Linked DNA regions of Mus musculus: regions 2, 3, 4, 5 and 6 are each linked to region 1. A link is a contact called in public promoter capture Hi-C data. All regions are on one chromosome and are shown on one strand. The core of a region is the stretch at or near the end of the contact, and the rest is flanking DNA. Distances in the headings are between cores, read along the strand shown. Region 1 holds the start of Abhd10 (abhydrolase domain containing 10). Region 2 holds the start of Usf3 (upstream transcription factor family member 3). Region 3 holds the start of Spice1 (spindle and centriole associated protein 1). Region 4 holds the start of Qtrt2 (queuine tRNA-ribosyltransferase accessory subunit 2). Region 5 holds the start of Zdhhc23 (zinc finger, DHHC domain containing 23). Region 6 holds the start of Nepro (nucleolus and neural progenitor protein).

The links. Promoter capture Hi-C pulls out the DNA fragments that hold promoters and counts their contacts. Capture Hi-C pulls out chosen DNA fragments and counts their contacts.
Region 2: a contact with region 1 is called in a promoter capture Hi-C map of pre-B cells, with 8 times the contacts expected there. The contact joins the promoter of Usf3 here to the promoter of Abhd10 in region 1. A contact is called at or near these places in 5 of 39 promoter capture datasets (the 3T3-L1 cell line, the C10 cell line, liver and 1 more) and 1 of 484 Hi-C or Micro-C datasets (CD4 T cells).
Region 3: a promoter capture Hi-C map of adipose tissue shows a contact between it and region 1, with 4 times the contacts expected there. The contact joins the promoter of Spice1 here to the promoter of Abhd10 in region 1. A contact is called at or near these places in 2 of 39 promoter capture datasets (embryonic stem cells and pre-B cells) and 1 of 9 other capture datasets (adipose tissue).
Region 4: a contact with region 1 is called in a promoter capture Hi-C map of pre-B cells, with 2.9 times the contacts expected there. The contact joins the promoter of Qtrt2 here to the promoter of Abhd10 in region 1. A contact is called at or near these places in 3 of 39 promoter capture datasets (the C10 cell line, liver and pre-B cells), 1 of 484 Hi-C or Micro-C datasets (CD4 T cells) and 2 of 9 other capture datasets (adipose tissue and liver).
Region 5: a promoter capture Hi-C map of pre-B cells shows a contact between it and region 1, with 3 times the contacts expected there. The contact joins the promoter of Zdhhc23 here to the promoter of Abhd10 in region 1. A contact is called at or near these places in 3 of 39 promoter capture datasets (the C10 cell line, liver and pre-B cells).
Region 6: a contact with region 1 is called in a promoter capture Hi-C map of pre-B cells, with 5 times the contacts expected there. The contact joins the promoter of Nepro here to the promoter of Abhd10 in region 1. A contact is called at or near these places in 7 of 39 promoter capture datasets (the C10 cell line, hematopoietic stem and progenitor cells, liver and 3 more), 2 of 484 Hi-C or Micro-C datasets (B cells and pre-B cells), 1 of 115 datasets of contacts at active chromatin or transcription factors (astrocytes) and 2 of 9 other capture datasets (adipose tissue and liver).

What each region holds. Positions count from the first base shown.
Region 1 is chr16:45,741,623-45,744,322 of GRCm38.p6, reverse strand. Abhd10 (abhydrolase domain containing 10) reads left to right here and starts at 1,368. Exons shown (of 5, transcript NM_172511.4): 1 at 1,368-1,546. The coding sequence starts at 1,432.
Region 2 is chr16:44,171,966-44,174,665 of GRCm38.p6, reverse strand. Usf3 (upstream transcription factor family member 3) reads right to left here and starts at 1,269. Exons shown (of 8, transcript NM_001029889.2): 1 at 1,156-1,269.
Region 3 is chr16:44,346,040-44,348,786 of GRCm38.p6, reverse strand. It overlaps Spice1 (spindle and centriole associated protein 1), which reads right to left and starts at 1,386. Exons shown (of 18, transcript NM_144550.4): 1 at 1,281-1,386.
Region 4 is chr16:43,888,330-43,891,029 of GRCm38.p6, reverse strand. Qtrt2 (queuine tRNA-ribosyltransferase accessory subunit 2) reads left to right here and starts at 1,354. Exons shown (of 9, transcript NM_001356329.1): 1 at 1,354-1,463. Ccdc191 (coiled-coil domain containing 191) reads right to left here and starts at 1,128. Exons shown (of 16, transcript NM_027801.1): 1 at 992-1,128. The coding sequence starts at 1,039.
Region 5 is chr16:43,978,422-43,981,121 of GRCm38.p6, reverse strand. It overlaps Zdhhc23 (zinc finger, DHHC domain containing 23), which reads left to right and starts at 1,313. Exons shown (of 5, transcript NM_001007460.2): 1 at 1,313-1,663; 2 at 1,946-2,214. The coding sequence starts at 2,072. Gramd1c (GRAM domain containing 1C) reads left to right here. Exons shown (of 17, transcript NM_001359085.1): 17 at 1-772. Gm46552 (a long non-coding RNA gene) reads right to left here and starts at 1,249. Exons shown (of 2, transcript XR_001781930.1): 1 at 884-1,249.
Region 6 is chr16:44,722,954-44,725,761 of GRCm38.p6, reverse strand. Nepro (nucleolus and neural progenitor protein) reads right to left here and starts at 1,461. Exons shown (of 9, transcript NM_145972.4): 1 at 1,294-1,461. The coding sequence starts at 1,399.

The sequences.
Region 1 (2,700 bases), core at 119-2,618:
AGCAGAATAGACAAGATAAAGTCCTATACTTAGTGAGACTTGAGGCTGCCAAAATTATTTTGAAAGATGTCAGAATCCAGAGACCCTAGTATCACAATTAATTGAATTATTTTCTATTGCCATTGATTCACCCCCTTCCCTGCCATTCCCCCACCCCCTTGTTAAAAAACAACAACAACAACAACAACAACAACAACAACAAAACGGTGCTATTGAAGGTAACACAGAGCCTTATGAACTCCTGTTTGAAGGGACTCTAGCCACCTTGAGCATGGCAAACATGTCTCTGGAAGGCCTGGTCCTTCTCTCTCATTTCCTCTGCCTTGCTAGAAACTGTAGCCCCCAAGGTCTATTCCCTTATTTGGTCACTTCCTGCTAAACCTAGTCCAGAAATCAAAGTATTTAAGTCCAGCAATCAAAAGCCCCCTTGTGGCTGTCCTAACTAACCTGTCCAATTAAACACCTCATCCGTACATGGGGTTCACCCTTTAACCTTTATAAACAGCCATATTCCTATGAGCCATGTCTGTCTCCTGTCGATTCAGAGGCAGTCCTATGTGCCCCCTCCCCCAACAAAAAAACCCTTCCTCCTCTCTTCTTTCCTCCTTCTTCTCCCTCCTCCCCATTTCTAGTCTTTGTCTTTTGCTCTCTGCCCTTTGTGTCTCTGGGGCAAATCTCCTTTTTGTGCTGGGAATTTGGTCTTGGGATGTCTTGCGCCAATATTTAGAATAGTCATAAAGGGCATGATAGTTCAAAGCGTACTGAAAATTGTGTGTATTATAATAACATGGCCAGATTGCCTGACAAAAGACTTTAGATAGTTACCCATCAAGCAACCATATGTGAATGAGTGTTTTCAGTAATTTTGCCTGTGGCTGCTCCTTTGAATTTTCAGCAATCTGGTGAGTGGGAAAATGTTTGGGAGAGATCAAAGAATGTTGATGCGACTCCAATGATGTGACTTTAAGATTAAGGTCGCCTCTTGGAAACCTTTCCCCCATAGCTGAAATGGAGTCATAGGGAATGAATGGGTAAGGCAAGAAGCCTAGCAATTTTTGTCCCAGGTCTTTGGTTTCTCTGGATGATAACACGGTTTCCCATCTATGCACGCTCAATTTGACCCTGGCTCCTCTCCGACATTTCCGCAGCTTACTGCGAAAAATACCGGCCAAGGCCGCCCAATGTCACAAGCCAAATGCCCTTTGGGGGAGACAGAACAACCCAGTAGAGACAGCAGTACCCCAGACAGCACCTTTGCGCATGCGTCTCCGCGCCCGGGGGCGGGGGGGGGAGGAGGTGAACAAATCCCACGTGATGCTTGTAAGCAACCCCCACCCCCACCCCACCCCGCTCCCCGCGGACTGCGCGTGCGTGACCTCGGGACCGCGCGACCTGCGCGCGTCTGTAGCGGGCGCAGGGGCAGCTGGGAAGATGGCGGCCTGGGCCCCTTGTCGGAGGTGGGGCTGGGCGGCTGTGTCCTTCGGCCGGCACCCGGGCCTGAGCGCGTCACTAGCTCGGAAGCCCCCACGGGCATGGTGGCTCTCAGGTTAGTGTACGGAAGGTGGGGCACTGGGGCTCTTTGGAAGGCCCGGCGACCGTCCAGTGCCCGTCTGGAGCCGGCTTGGCGCGCCATTTAAAACTGCTCTGGCTGTCTCGGCACTGAACGCTGCTGGGCAAGGCTAGGGGAGTCTGCTTTTCTGCTGAGGCCCTGCGGCGTTCTTGGAAGTCCTTGTTAGCGGTTACACTGCGATTTAAGGAGTTCCTACGTCCTCTGAATCAAACGTCAAGAGCAGAAAGAAAAAAAATAAGATGTGCATTTAATGTGTTTGGTTATTAGCTGCTCCTAGAGCTTTTCATATGGATATATGTCAAGTGGTTAGCCTTGCCTGTCATGGACTTGAGGAAACAAAGTATGTATGTATATACATGTAAATGCTGTCTTTAGACCTAATATCTGATTGTTCTTGTTTAAAGAATTGGAGTTACTCTACAATGGAAGCTAAAATGTGGATCAGTAGTATTACATGCGTAGAATACATGATTTGTGTACATGTATAGTTATCCTTAAATAACATCCTTGGTGTCCTCTTCACATCTTGCCACACAGCTATTAGATAGCTACATAGTGCTTGGAATACTAATGCCATTATATAACAAGTTTAGTTTTTTCAAGTATGTAATCGGTTTAACTTAACACTGTACATACACACACACAAGTATGTCAGTTCGATAACAAGAGTAAAATATATTTTTAAATTTCTTTAACAGTATTCATTGACAATATATGCATCAGGCTTTCAGCTAATCTATATTATATAAAGATGATTTATAGATTGAAGGTTGGATCTGTTGTTTTATAGCTAACAAACATCACTTCAGAGTAACTGCCTGAAATGAAATTTATTTGTTGGGAGGTAATGTCTGAAAGGGGATAAAAGGATACTTTGAGTATATAATTAAAGAAATGGAAAATGAACATTAATATTGATACAATCTATTGACCAGTAAACTGATCCCCTGTAGCCTTGTTTTAAATCCAGTTTTAAACTTGGCACATTTTTCCAGAGACTAAAACCTTGAATCTGTTTGACACAAACAAGGGATAACTTTAAAGCATTTGATTCTTTGTGTGTGTTTGGGGTCGGGGGTATGGATTGTTGATGTTTGTGAGACAGGGTTTCACTACATAGCCTCTGTCTT
Region 2 (2,700 bases), core at 20-2,519, 1.6 Mb after region 1:
GTCTTTACAAGGTTCACTCTCTGGAACCATACAATGAAATTAAGAAAGGAAAAAAAGAAACCCTCAAGGGATTGGATATGTTTTCAATTTTGGGTTGGACCACTTTTATGTTCATTCTGGGTCACAAGTGGCTGTTGGCCTTTGGCATGCTTCTTGATACAGCTTTCATTCACAACTCTTGGCTTCTCAATGAATCTTCCTCAGTTTGCAACAAATACGTTGTGTATTTCCCAAGCAAATGGAAACATAGTATCCATACAGCAAGTCAAGTGTTCTGAGGGAAAGGAAAAGGTCACCGAGGAAACTGTCGGCCCTGCAAAGAGCAGATCTGACTGGCCATGGGGAAAAGCTACTGCAGGGTCCACTTACTCATCAAAGTTTCCTTTAAGACTCTGCCACTGTTACCCATAAAGTCGGCCAGACCTATCATGTTTGTTAATTCACTCAACTTAGTGGTAAAATGTTATCTGAACATTAGTTGGTTTTGGCAGTTAGTTTTTTGTGGTCTCTTATCTACAGATGAGGTCAATAAAAGCAAAAAAGACCCCACAGAGAGAAGAGAACTCTATCCCCAAAATGCCCAACCTCAGCCAAGCGTCCAGAAACCTCATGCTTGTTCAGGAAATTTGAAATCGGACAAGAATGCCATTCGCATGGACCAGTGCTATTCAGAAGCAAAAAGATGGGCTTCTAAAAAGAAAACGTCAGCCTAACTCTCCGACACAGAGGTGAAAGTTACAAAAGCAAGCAGCGAGTTTGACGAGTGGATCAGAAGGAAAGTCAGAAGACAAGTAAAGAGATGGAAGGGATGGCAAAAGGTGAAGGAGGCTAGCAAAGGCCACCCGGTGGGGACCTGGCTGCCCAGCTCTTTATGCACCCAGGACAGCATGGGGCCTCTGTCCGCCGGCGCGCACCGGGAGCAGGGCGAGCTCCCTCAGGCCTGGCACCCAGGGTGCGAGCATGCCGGAGTGAAGAGAGCGATCGCCCCGGGATAGGTGGGGAGTTCTGGGGACCCCAGGAACGAGGGGCACTCAGCCTAGCCCTCACCTCCCGCGGCTAGGAGGGGGTGGGTGGAGCTGAGCCCGGGGCCGCCCCCCGGAGCCGCCCCCGCAGCCGCGGTCCCGGCTGTCAGCGCCCCCTCCCGCGGCCACTCACCCGCCGGTGACGCGCTCCGGGCCACGGCGGCGGCGACCCCCGCCTGGGTCATGGTCCCAGGAGCGGAAGGCAGCGGTGTCTGGCCGTCTAGGCGAGCCTCTGGGTCCGCGGCCGCCCCCTGCTTCTGCGGGGCTGGGGGAGCGCGGGCCCGGGCCCTCCTCTCCCCCCGCCCCCGCCGCCTCTCCTCGCGGCCACCGCCGCCGCAGCGAGCCCGAGCCCTCGAGGCCGGAGACCCGGCGGCAGCACGGCCTCAACTTTCCCAGCCCCCCTCCCCCCGCCCCTCCCGCCCCTCCCGCGGCCGCCGCTCGGCACGCGCACAGCCTAGCCTGGATGCGCCTCGCTCCCGCCCCGACCAACCGGCCGGCCAATCCGGTGCTGGGGAGGCTGCCACCGTGGCCAGTCAGAAGCCGGGATTCCGCTGCGCTAGGCTGGAGGGCGGGAGGAGAAGGAGGGAAAAGCTAGGAGGGAACAGGCCTCGGGCGGCCCAATGACCAAGGCCGGGGGGCGGAGGTGTGCAAGTTGGGTTGAAAGAACAGGAAATATTCTTAAAGGTAGAGTGACAGGCAGAAAGGAAAGCCAGTAGGTGGATGAGAAAGAGGTGGGCCTGGTTCCTTAAAGGGGACGCTTTGAGAAGCTAGGAAAAAAAAAAAAAAAAAGAGGTTTTTAAGAAACTTCCTCGCACCCTGTTCTGTATTATGCTTATGGCAGCTTTCAATGCAAGCGTAGAAATGAAAAAAACTGAAGAGGAGGAGAGTGGCAAAAGATAGACAAGTACCTTTAGCCTGGAGGGTTAGAAGGTGGTAAATGAAGGTGGAAAATCCAGTCCTATGTGACTTCCCTCAGTGCACTATCTTTGGATATTGGAGACTGCAGGAATTCGTATACGGTGGACTCTTGACGTCCTTTATTTGCACGAAGCCCGTTTTCAGAAAGGTTCTGCAGTCCCCTGCTAAGGAAGTGAGTGCGTGGCTTTGGGGGATGGGATTGGAACCTTAAATTTAGGCTACTAGACACCCTTATTTAGGACCGGAGACCTCAGCGTCCTCTAAAGTGCCTTTGGAGCTCTTGAACTATCCAGCTATCTTTTTCTAGTTTTGTTTCATTTCACAAGCCCGCCTCCCCGAGACAGGTGTCTGATTCTCCACCTAGTGGTGGTGAAAGATTTATGAGCTTTTCACAACCAGATATAGCCAATTGGACTGGAACGCAGGGCATAATAGAAATACTACTTGAACCTATGTACAGTAGAAACAGACCTTGCATTGAGAAAAAGGTTAACAGTAACCCCGTTTTATGTTTCCTCCGCACTTTGAAAATCTGTGATAAAATAGGCCCTTACTGTTACTTCAAATTTGGTGCTAATAGGCAGTTTGATTTCTTTTTCACTTCCTTGTCCCATCTGGGCCAGGCCAGTGAGTTTTTTTGTTGTTGTTGCTGTTTTTCGAGACAGGGTTCTCTGTGTAGCCCTGGCTGTCCTGGAACTCACTTTGTAGACCAGGCTGGCCTTGAACTCAGAAATCCGCCTGCCTCTGCTTCCCAAGTGCT
Region 3 (2,747 bases), core at 137-2,636, 1.4 Mb after region 1:
CCACTCCACGTTATCAAGTAACTTTCAACGTGCTTGCTAGGCACCAAATAAAACAAAACAGAGAAGTAGCCTGTGCCCTCTCAGAGGTACGTTTCTCAAAAGATCATAACTAAACAACTTCTTACAAAAGGCAAGCCTGAAAGTTAATTCTTTGTGTCAAGGAAGTTCCTAATCTTCAATACACATGAAGAAAAGCTGCCTCCTCTCCTTAATTCCCTCCACAAAGTCGGGCTGAAAATAAAGAGTAAATAAAAGAAAATCAGAATGCTGGGCAGTGGTGGCCCAAGCCTTAAATCTCAGCACTTGGGAGGCTGGGGCAAGCAGATTTCTGAGTTCGAGGACAACCTGGTCGACAGAGTGAACTCCAGGACAGCCAGGGCTACACAGGGAAACCCTGTCTTGAAAAAAACAAAAAAAGAAAGGGGGATGGGGGGAGAAAATCAGAAAGAAAATGTTCTCTGCAAGTGGGTGTGTGTGTGTGTGTGTGTGTGTGTGTGTGTGTGTGTGTGTGGAACATTTACAGAATTTGTTTCAGTCTGAACAATAACAGTCTAAAAGCTAACTGAGGGCCCCTGCAATTTGAGGGCTATACAAAAGACCACTGGAAGCCCTTGCCTGCTCTTAAGGAGGGATGGTGGAATTCTACCAGATTTACCTTAACTAGTATGAAAACAAACTGGGGGACAACCAGAACACTGTCCCTGCCATCAATCTTACCCGGATACAGGGATACAGGGATCTCAACGTTTTACTCCCTCGTAAGATTTTAATGGAGCCCACTGTAGAGAAAAATCCAACTTCAAGAGCTGCTCTTCGTGCGGCCCCAGTTTTCCCTCCCACCCATACTGAGACCCAGCTGTGACCTTCACAAGCAGTGCCATGCACTGTCTGGAACAATTTCCTATTTTTGACTCCCAAGCTCAAGCCTGTCCCAAACTTTCAAACGGCCCCTTCCTTAGAAACCCTCACCTAAACGCTCAACTTAAAGGACGCGCCCTGTCCCAACACCCGATACTCTGCCACTCCCTAGCGGGACAGTAAACAACTGCATCACCCGCCGGCCTCGGGATTTCTCCCGCCAGCAGGGTGCGGGAACGCGGCGCGCGTGCGCGGGGCCCGCTGTCCCGCGGGGGATCCAGGCGCTCCCCGGAACCGCACTCTCAGGCTCTGCGAGGCGAGCGGCCGGCCCTGGGGTGCGCACGCCCACCCGGGCGCCGAGACCCAGGCGGAGACGCCGGCCGCTTCTCCTCGCCCTATGCCCCCGCTTCACCCCAACCTGCCTTGCCGCTGGCCGACTGTGCCTCCGCCCCGACTAAAAGTTCAGCCTCCAGAACCACAGAGCCCGCCACGGGGGAACGCGGAAAGTGGCTTCCGGGCCGTTGCCTGGGTTACCAGAGCTCCGCCCCCACGCCTTTGCGTACATCCGGCGAGCTCCTCCGAGGCGACCCAGAGGCGGTACTGGCGTGGGGCTCTGCAGTTCTCACCCAAAGGGCCAAATGGCGCGCCTGTCATAAGCCTCTAGAAGTCTCCAAAAGAAACTTGCACACCAACCTCCACATACCGCACTTCCTTGCCTTAACTTTTGATCGTTTGCTTAGAAATATGTCTTGCTACCTCCCAGTGGAGCCAAACGCGCTAGGTTCACCGGGAACTAAAACTGACCCTGCTCTCAGCAAGTTTACAACCCCATAGCAGCAAGCTATTGACGACCGAAATGTATAAGGTGAAAACTGTATACATGCTAAGAAGGAACTGTACAAACTAGATAGTGACCTTATGGGAATATTTCAATATCGCAGGAAAGCTGAAATGAAAGGAGGAGTAGATTATTTAAAAAGAAAGAGCATTTCTACAGAGGGAATTGCCTGTGCAAGGATGTACGTCAAACTGCAATGGAGGAATAGAAGTTGAGAAAACTTGGTGATTGTGCTTGGGTGGAGGCAGGATGTGCATAACTTCATAAATCATGTTAAGGACTTTACAATGAATGTCTTACCCTTGATAAGTTCCTTGGAAACCCCTGACCTTCAATTGTTAAGGGGAAAGCTACACACGGATCAACAGGTGTATATTCAGTGTCATCCAGGTGCAATGAACTGCCTTCTGAGACTTTCCACTCTGATCCAATGTGGACGTGTTGTCTATGTAATCGTCATCACCCCTTCCTCTCCAACTTGCTGTAGTCACTTGCCAAGTAACCAGCACTGGCTCTCCTAAGTGCTTGTCCATGCTGACTCATGCCCCCCAACTTTAGGTAAGCCCCTACCTAAAGTTGATGGAGCATCCTGTTAGGTCTCTGCTCCGTTAATTCTCTCACTCCCCTAGATAACAGTAGTATACTTTCTTATTTATCTCCTCTAACCTCATGCCAGTCTATGGACTTGCTTCTCATTTCGTTTTTAACACTGAATTAATTTCAGAAAACTTAAATCCGCTTCCATCACTGTTTCTGCCTTCTATCAACATATTTACCCACAGAGTTCATCTTTTCCTTCAACTTCCAAAACCCAATGAAACATGTGTGCGCATGCACACACACAAGAAAACTACAAAGTACATAATAATCAAATCAATCAAAACTAGTGATAAAGAAAAAAAATCTAAAAACATATGTGCACAAGAACATAAAAAGGGTATATAACAATTTCTCTTTAGAAACAAACTAGACAGTAGGACAATAATATATGTTGTTCCACTTGCTTCCTTGTTTTATTCTTTTCCATATATATATATATATATATATATAT
Region 4 (2,700 bases), core at 105-2,604, 1.9 Mb after region 1:
AATGCTCTGGCCTGTGCCCTCTGGTATCTGGAGCATGGTTTTCACTAAGCGGAATGTGCCCTGTGCACACAGCTGCTATATTTAGGATAACCCACAAGAATGATTACCTGGGGCCCCCACAAAAGCCACTCGTCTAAGAGGATTTTTTTTTCTTTTTACAGGAAAGTAAAACTGAAAGGTAAGAGCAGCTGGTGAAACTGCTCTGCTGCTGAAAGCTGAAGCCCCTCCATTTCAATACTCTCCTTTACATTTAAAGCATCTATTTTTGTGACTGTTAAGAGGTATTCTGGAAGGCACACTTGGTGTGGCTGTGACTTTGCATGGCTGTGACTTTTGTAATGTTCCAAGTTTTAAATGGTGTCTCTTTTATTTTTAATTACCCCCCACCCCCACCCCAATTCTTCCTCAACCTCCTGATGCCTTTAGGTGCTAATACACAGAAGAGGTAAGAGATACAGGGAGGCTCTAACTTTGAATGCTCGTGAAATTTAGAGATAACCATATGGATAAAGTATTGAGATACAACCATCTGGACTTCTGGGTTCATTTTAGATACCTTGTGTAAAACTGGAAAGGGAAAGATATAAGGGATAACGTCAGAGAATTTCGTGTGATGATTTTTTTTTTCCTTTTAAAGACCCCTTAACTCAGATTTGAAGGGGGCAGAAGAAAATGTGCGGAAAGTTTCCTAAAATTGGTGGCAGAGTAAGGATTAGGGGCAAATTCCCCTCACCATGATGGACACTAGGAGACCTCTCCATAGATAGAAATAATCCTTACAGGATGCAGCCCATCACAGTAGTGAGTACACAGACCCTTTGGCTCCTTAAATCACGCTACCTAGGGCTGTGCAGGCTCTAGGGTAGCCAAGGCCAGGTAAGGATGCCCCCGGGGGAAGAGTGAGGAAGCGCAGGGCGGGAAGCGGCTGGCTTCAGGACTGTGTGGCGCCTAGGGCCGGCCCATGTTCCTCAAAGCTCCCGACTGGGATCACCTTGAGATTCAGCTTCCTTGATAACCGTTTCCAGCGACTCAGCTCCATCTTCTTCTTTGAGGCGGACCCTCCCTGGGGCGCCAGCAGCACGTTTTGCACTCTCGGGCCTAGACTTCGGCCACAACAGAGACAACTGCGCCTCCTCCCAGACTGCTTTCAGGTGGTTCTGGGAGTTGTAGTTCTGCCACCTAGCAGCTAGACAGGGGTCAGACATTCCGGAACTACTACTCCCAGGAGGCGTTGCGCGGGAAGCTTGCTTTCACGCTGTTACTATGGCATCGGCGGAGGTCACTGGGCTTCTTTAGCAGGGCCTTTGCGTAATTCTGGCGCTTGGTGATGACGCAGAAATTCCGGATTGGCTCTGCGGCGGAGACCGTGGTTTAGTGGGCCAAGGGTTCTACGAGTCGGAACACGTGTTATCTCTTGCGAAGAGTTTAAGGGTCCTGAGGGTGCGGAGTTGTGTTATCAACCGGTGAGTGTTCCTTTTCCTTGTTGAGGGAGGGTGAATAGCGCCCACTTTTTTTTTTTTTTTATTGCGTTGCAGTCTTGTTCCCACCTCGTCATTACTTGGTTTCTTGTTGGTCTAGGCTTTTGCCAGCTCCGAGTCTCCCAGTGTGATTGCCAGTTACAGTTCAGAAAGAAAAGGACCTCCGTTCTCCTGGCCTCTGCCAGAGAATGAGCTTCTCAGCTGCAAGTTTTTCTGAGTTTAGCAGTTACTTGGGAAGCTATACGAATAGGAAAGTCTAGGGCTCCTGGGATGGCTAATGGAACTAAGGGAAAATTGAATCTAAATAGCCATGCCTGGATGTTGTCATGAACAGCCCACTGAAGGCGTGTGTGCTTTCAAGGCAGGGCAGAAATTCAGAACTGGAGCTTTGGACCCGGCCACTTGTTGGCAATTCAGCTTACTTACTGGCAAAATGGGATTGTACCTAAACCCTGGGAGTATTGTAATGATTGAAAAAGCAACGTGTGTAAAACATTCTGCCAGGGAATCTAAACCAAACTATAAACTGGTGGAAATATGATAAGGAAAGCTGTGCCCCATAGACCTAGCACCTGCCCTCTAACTTGAGTGTGAACCAGTAAGAACATTGTTGAATGGGCTGTGTTACGTTCAGACTTTCCGCTGTCTCAATGGTAGTTAGTTCTTTTGGAAGAGTTAGTTTCATGGCGATTTTTTGGAAGGTGTGCCTATTTTTTCCTGAATGAAAAGCAGAGTTCAGAGAAGTGCATATAATACAGTGTGTGTCCATTTTTGGAGAACAAGTGTGTTTAAATGTTTGGATGAGTCTGGAGAAAGGCTGTCAATTTGGAGAAGATGGCTTAGAGGTAGAGGGGCAAGATGGGAAAAGAACAATTACACTGTAGCAAAATGGGAACTATCACAGTTAATATGGAAACATTGTATTTGACAAATTTCAGTTTCTTTTAAGCCACTAGCCTATATTATAGCCTCTAAAACTAATACATCTATAATTCCAGTAACAACTCTGCCAGTTACTACTGGTAACTGTCTTAGTCACTGTTCTGTTGCTGTGAAGAGACACCATGACCAAAGCAACTGTTATAAAAGAAAACGTTTGATTGAGGGCTTGCTTACAGTTTTAGAGGTTTAGTCCATTATCATCACAGCAGGAAGCATGTTGGCATGCAGGCAGACGCCTGAGCAGTAGCTGAGAACTGCATTCTCATCCATAGGAACAAAG
Region 5 (2,700 bases), core at 64-2,563, 1.8 Mb after region 1:
CTTGTCTTGCTGGCAAATTATAAGCTGGACACAAACTTGCACTCAGCAATAAAGACTGGGGGGCATGCAAGCTGACCGGAGTTGAGAGGCGCAAGCTTGGGCTCTCGGGAAAACCACTCAGGCACTTGTGTCAGCACCAGTGGTTTGTGAAAATAAGGACTTGGCGACTTGACTTGAAATTAGCTGCGTCCCCCGGGATTTAGGAAATGTTCAGGACGTATTTATTGTTTTGTTCTCTAGCTGTCTTTCTAGAACACGCACATATATTTATTTTTATTGAATATCCATTGCCTTTAGTCAATGTTTCCTTTCCCTCAGTGTCACCAAAGCCAAATGTCATTGCTAACAATGTTTTTGAGACGCCTGTAGGGAATAAAAATACTGGCTAAAGGGAAGGGTTTCTCTTCATGAATCCTAACTAATCTCCCTGGGGCAGGGGGCTTCGGAGTAATACCTTCTGTTCTGTTCTGTTCTGTTCTGCTTTGTTTTGTTCTGTTCTGTTCTGTTCTGTTTTGTTTGTGATAAGAACATAGGAAGTCTCTGGCTGTGAGTTTGAGTGACTGGATTAGAAACTTCAGATTGTTAAATTTAGAAAAATGTTAACTGTCAAAGTGAATGCTTTTGTGGTTTCTCTTAAAGCACTTCACCATATACCTCAAAGATTACCAACGTCACTTTGTAGATAAAACACTAAATATGTACGTAGAATTAATGAGATCTTAATCTGTTATGTATGGATTGACTTCAATAAAACCGGAAATGTTTAAGTTGTCGTTTTTTCTTCTGTTTCTGCTTAAAACCAAACCAAAACCTAGAAAGCCTGGGGTAGGGAAAACCTGTACGTAGGCCCATAGTTCTTACAGATTTGTGCTGCAATACAAACCCAGAGGGGACTCTCTTGGGCAATTTCATTGCAAATGTGCAGACTACTGAATCAAAAGTACCACCGAGGCCTGGCTGGAAAGCAGCTCCATCCTCCAGGACTCGCGAGCGAGAACAAGTTGGATAAGCCGGGCTTGGGGTCCACAGCGGGCCTCAAGGGAAGGCGGGCGACTCGTGGGGTGGCACCTCTGAAGGCGGCCAAGGTGCGGATCGAACCCCAACGCCTGTTGCCGGCGCTGGAGGACCGCAGGCGACCGGCGGAACTCTGGCGGCGCGCGAGCGCCGGGGTCCGATCCCGCACCCCGGCGGCACCGCGAGGGCCCCGGCGCAGGTGCGAGGTGGCCCGGCCGGAGCGCGGCGGGGGAGGGGCCTCGTGGGCAGGCGGCGCACGTGCGGGCGGCGGGATCCCGGCGCCGGGGGCGGGGCACCCGGAAGCGCGCGCCGACCTGCGGAGCGGCGACCGGGGGCGACTGGCTCGCTCGGCAGGCGCGCGCACCGGCGGTGCTCACAGGTGGGCGACTCCGCCCGGCACTCCCGAGCCTGCCGTGCGGGGTCGCAGGCTCAGCCGCGCCCAGGGGAGTCGGTCCTCCTCCCGGTCCCCGCCTCTGTCGGGAGGGCAGGTAACTTCCCCGCCAAGGTCATTCTCCAGGCCCGCCCACGCCCTCGGAGCGGCGGGTTCGGAGTGGGCTGGACGGGCGACCTCGGGGCTGCTGGGGCTCCTGGCATCCCCGGGCCGGTGGGTGGTTGCAGCGCCAGGGCGTCGCTGCCTGCACCTGCGAGGGTGAGTTTCCACGGCGCGCAGCCTTGGGGTGGGGACAGCCCGGCCCTTTGAGCCGGCACCCTCAGGTGAACTGGGCCGCCCTAGCTCTGCTGTCCCGGGCCGCGTGGTCGGCTGTCGCCATGGGAACGGCTGGTGCCCAGATGTTGCTAGCCTAGCTGGGAAGGGGAGGGGAAGGTGCTCAGAGCCCCAGAAGTCAAGGAACCCTCCTGTCAGGCCACGCGGAGCCCGAAAAGCCTGATGAAAGCAGGACCCTTCCCCCCTTTTCATTTTTTTATTGCTCAGGCGTTGGCGTTAATGAGAAGCAAGGATGTGTTTACAGGATGTGAGTTGAGTTCTTGCCACCTTTACCTTCTGTGAGCTTCTTATGCCTCATGGTGACAGGTACAAATCCGTACACTAAAGGGCAATATGAAGCCAGTCAAAAAAAAGAAAACCGAAGAACCTGAATTGGAGCCCCTGTGCTGTTGCGAATACATAGATCGAAATGGGGAAAAGAACCACGTGGCTGCCTGTTTGTGTGATTGTCAAGACCTCGATGAAGGCTGTGACAGGTAAGCTTACAGTTTCCAGATGCTGACCCCACTGGTTCTGTTGAGACCTACATATGTATATATATTCCTTCAGGTTTGCCGTCCAGAATGCTGAGGTTTGTTCTTGCTATTCCAAAGGATCTAAAATAGAGGATTGGTTTTTTGCTGTCAGGTGTGAGGATTTTAACAGTTTTCATTTTAAAGGATCATGGAGGATAGTAGGGTAGATTAGATGTATATAAGAACGCAATCCAGCACACACACTGCAAGTTTAAATGGACACTCCAGAAAGTTCTGTATTTTCAGTGATCTTAGTAGGACCCATGCATGGGGTTGTTCTCACGTGGTCACATGAACTTGAAGGGTAAAAGATAGCTTCTCTGTTCTCAGTTCACCCTGTATTTCCAGAGAGAGAGGCCATGTACACCTTGTGGGGAGTGACTGTTTTTCTGTGTGTAGCAACACAGTCCTGGTTGGAATATTGTCTTATCTTTGGCCTTTACTTTT
Region 6 (2,808 bases), core at 212-2,711, 1.0 Mb after region 1:
ACTGTCAAACCAGGCACTGTTACAAATGCTTCGTGGTATCAACCTTTTCATTTCCCCAATATGGCCAAGAAGCTGGTACTATTTTTTATCCCCATTTTTGACTGGGGTAAAACCTGTCTTAGAAATAACAAAAAGTAACTGACAGTCATAGGACCAAAAGCAGCTTCAAAAACAAAAAGTTGGATGTAACCGTGAAAACTACAGTATTTCGTAGCTGTGTCTCCCGGTAGCTGAATGTCCCTTCGTGATTAAACATCCTTCAAGCTTAGGTAGGCTGCTCTCGCTCTGGCGCACACCTTTAATCCCAGCACTGGGGAGGCAGAGGCAGGGGGACTTCTAAGTTCAAGGCCAGCCTGGTCTACAGAGTGAGTTCCAGGAAAGCCAGGGCTACACAGAAAACTCAGTCTCAAAAAACAAAAACAACAACAAAAAACTAAGGCAACCCAGGTATTAACTCACAATTCGAAAGACCCCCACCTCATTATAATATTTAGGTTTGAATATTTTATTACGTTTTGGGGGGGTCGGGGTTGTAGCACAGCATTAAATCCAGGGGGAGATGTAGAACATATTACTTGCAGAAGTTGGTTCTCGCTTTTTACCACGTGAATCCTGAGAATCCTCATTTCGGCTTGGCCATACGCATGGGCCCATCTTTTCGTCCCACCCACCCAATAGGCTTTTCTAAAGGATCATGGGAAGAACGTTCCAAACGAGAGCCGGCCCGTGATTTGGGAGCGGGTAAATCAAATCGCCCGATCCCTCTTATATGGTTAACACCTCCACAGCATATATACTAACAAACTAAATTAAAACTCACAACACAGACCCCACCCCCACACACATCTCTTTGCGAGTCCCTGTTTTCTAAACAAACTGCTCTAACTATCTCATTTTTCCCCACTTGAGAAGAACCGAGAGACCAGAGTAACTCCCTCGCCCAGTAAGGGGAAAACGAGCTCTTGTATTTTAGAGACAAGCCGGAGGTCCGAAGCCCCGGCGTACGGTACTTGGGTGACAGCCCCGATCCTTGGGGACAGCACAGGACCCAGGCAGCGTTTGGGGGCTACACATGCAGGGCCGGGACTAGTCGTGCTCTCCTGTTCCAGCACAGTCACGGCGAAGCCCAGGCGCTTGCCAGCAATCCTCATGCCACACTATCCAGGCCGGACCTTCCGCCTGGCGCTCCCCTTCCCGGCGTGCCCCGCGCTCAGGAAGTCCCACCCCGTCCCACGTGAGCCCGCCCGCCGGTTCCCGGAGACACGCTAGGACTTCCTTGCCGGCCACACTCACCCAGGGTGGCGCTGGGGTCCCGCACGGTCAGCGTGCTGCAGTTCCCCGCCTGGGGGATCCTCACGCGGTTCCACGGCTCCGCACCCGGCCGCACCGCAGCGGCCATCTCGAGCGGCGTGGGAGGGCCGGGGAAGGCCGAGCGGAGCGTGAGCGAGTTGAGCGGCCTGGGCAGGAGAGGGAGGGAGGGAGGGGACGAGGGCGGAGCGGGGCGGGCCGGAGGTGTGGGGCCCGCCCCGGGGCGGAGTCACGGCCCGTTAGACCCGCTGGGAAAGGAGAAACGTGTTAGAGTATTCTGAGGCTCCTACATTTTTAGAGCAACTTCGAAGCTATGCATTTTACTGATGGATCCGAGTGAGGCCCAGCCTTTTAACTCTTACTCGGATATTTTGAAAAGAAGAACTCGCATCATATCAGCAAATGTGACATTCGTCACGTAGTCACGATTTATTTGGAGTAGTCAAGGAAAACTATATAGCTTGGATATAGCTCAACTTCAATAATTACAAAAAACCCAGAGGTTGTCTTGACCACCCATTATCACCGTCATTTTCTCCGACAAAATATTCCAGGCTCTGCTGGTTCTGATCACTGATTACTGGTGATTGTTCGTTTTAAGTCCTTGGGGCCTTCTTGCTTCTGTTCATAAGGTTTCTTTCGCAGGGTGGAGAGGAGCAGTTGGTGGGCATTAAGTGAGACTGCCAAGTTGCTTCATTATGTCTGCGGATTACCATATATTATCCCAAAAAGGTAATTTCTTCAGACCTCAGTGTGCTTGGGGGTAAAGACTTCTTAGAACAGTGCCTGCTGTACAAATTTTTACTCTTACTAGACGTATTTAACGCAAGTAATCTTGCCCTACTGAGATGCTCTCTGTCCTGTGTGTTCCTTACAGATAATTGCTCGTTTTTGTTTTTGTTTTTTTGTTTTTTTTTTTTTTCTGTTTTTTTGGGTTTTTCGAGACAGGGTTTCTCTGTATAGCCCTAGCTGTCCTGGAACTCACTCTGTAGACCAGGCTGGCCTTGAACTCAGAAATCCTCCTGCCTCTGCCTCCCAAGTGCTGGGATTAAAGGCGTGTGCCACCACTGCCCAGCTTAATTGCTCTTTCATTTGAACCATTTTGAAACAATCTCACTTCTTCAGTCAGCTCTGGGATCACTATCTTTAATAACACTTCGTAAACTATCCTCACACCATAACGACTTAAATGCCCCTCTAATGCACTACCAAATTACCTGTGTGTTAGTTTCCTATTTGGGCTGTAACATATTACCACAGACTTAACAGAATCAACATAATGTTTCTGGACTTGTGGAAGACAGAAGATATTTTAGTTGGAGATGTGTCGTGTGTGCACGTTGGAGGCTAAGGGTAGTGGTCAGGGTCTTCCTTTACCACTACCCACCTTTGCTTCTGAGTCAGGCTCTCCCGCTGATCCTGGAACTCAGTGTTTGGTGATCAGTCCCCAGAGGCATCCCTTCTCCATCCCAACCCTCTGAAACGCCTTCCTAGCCCCAG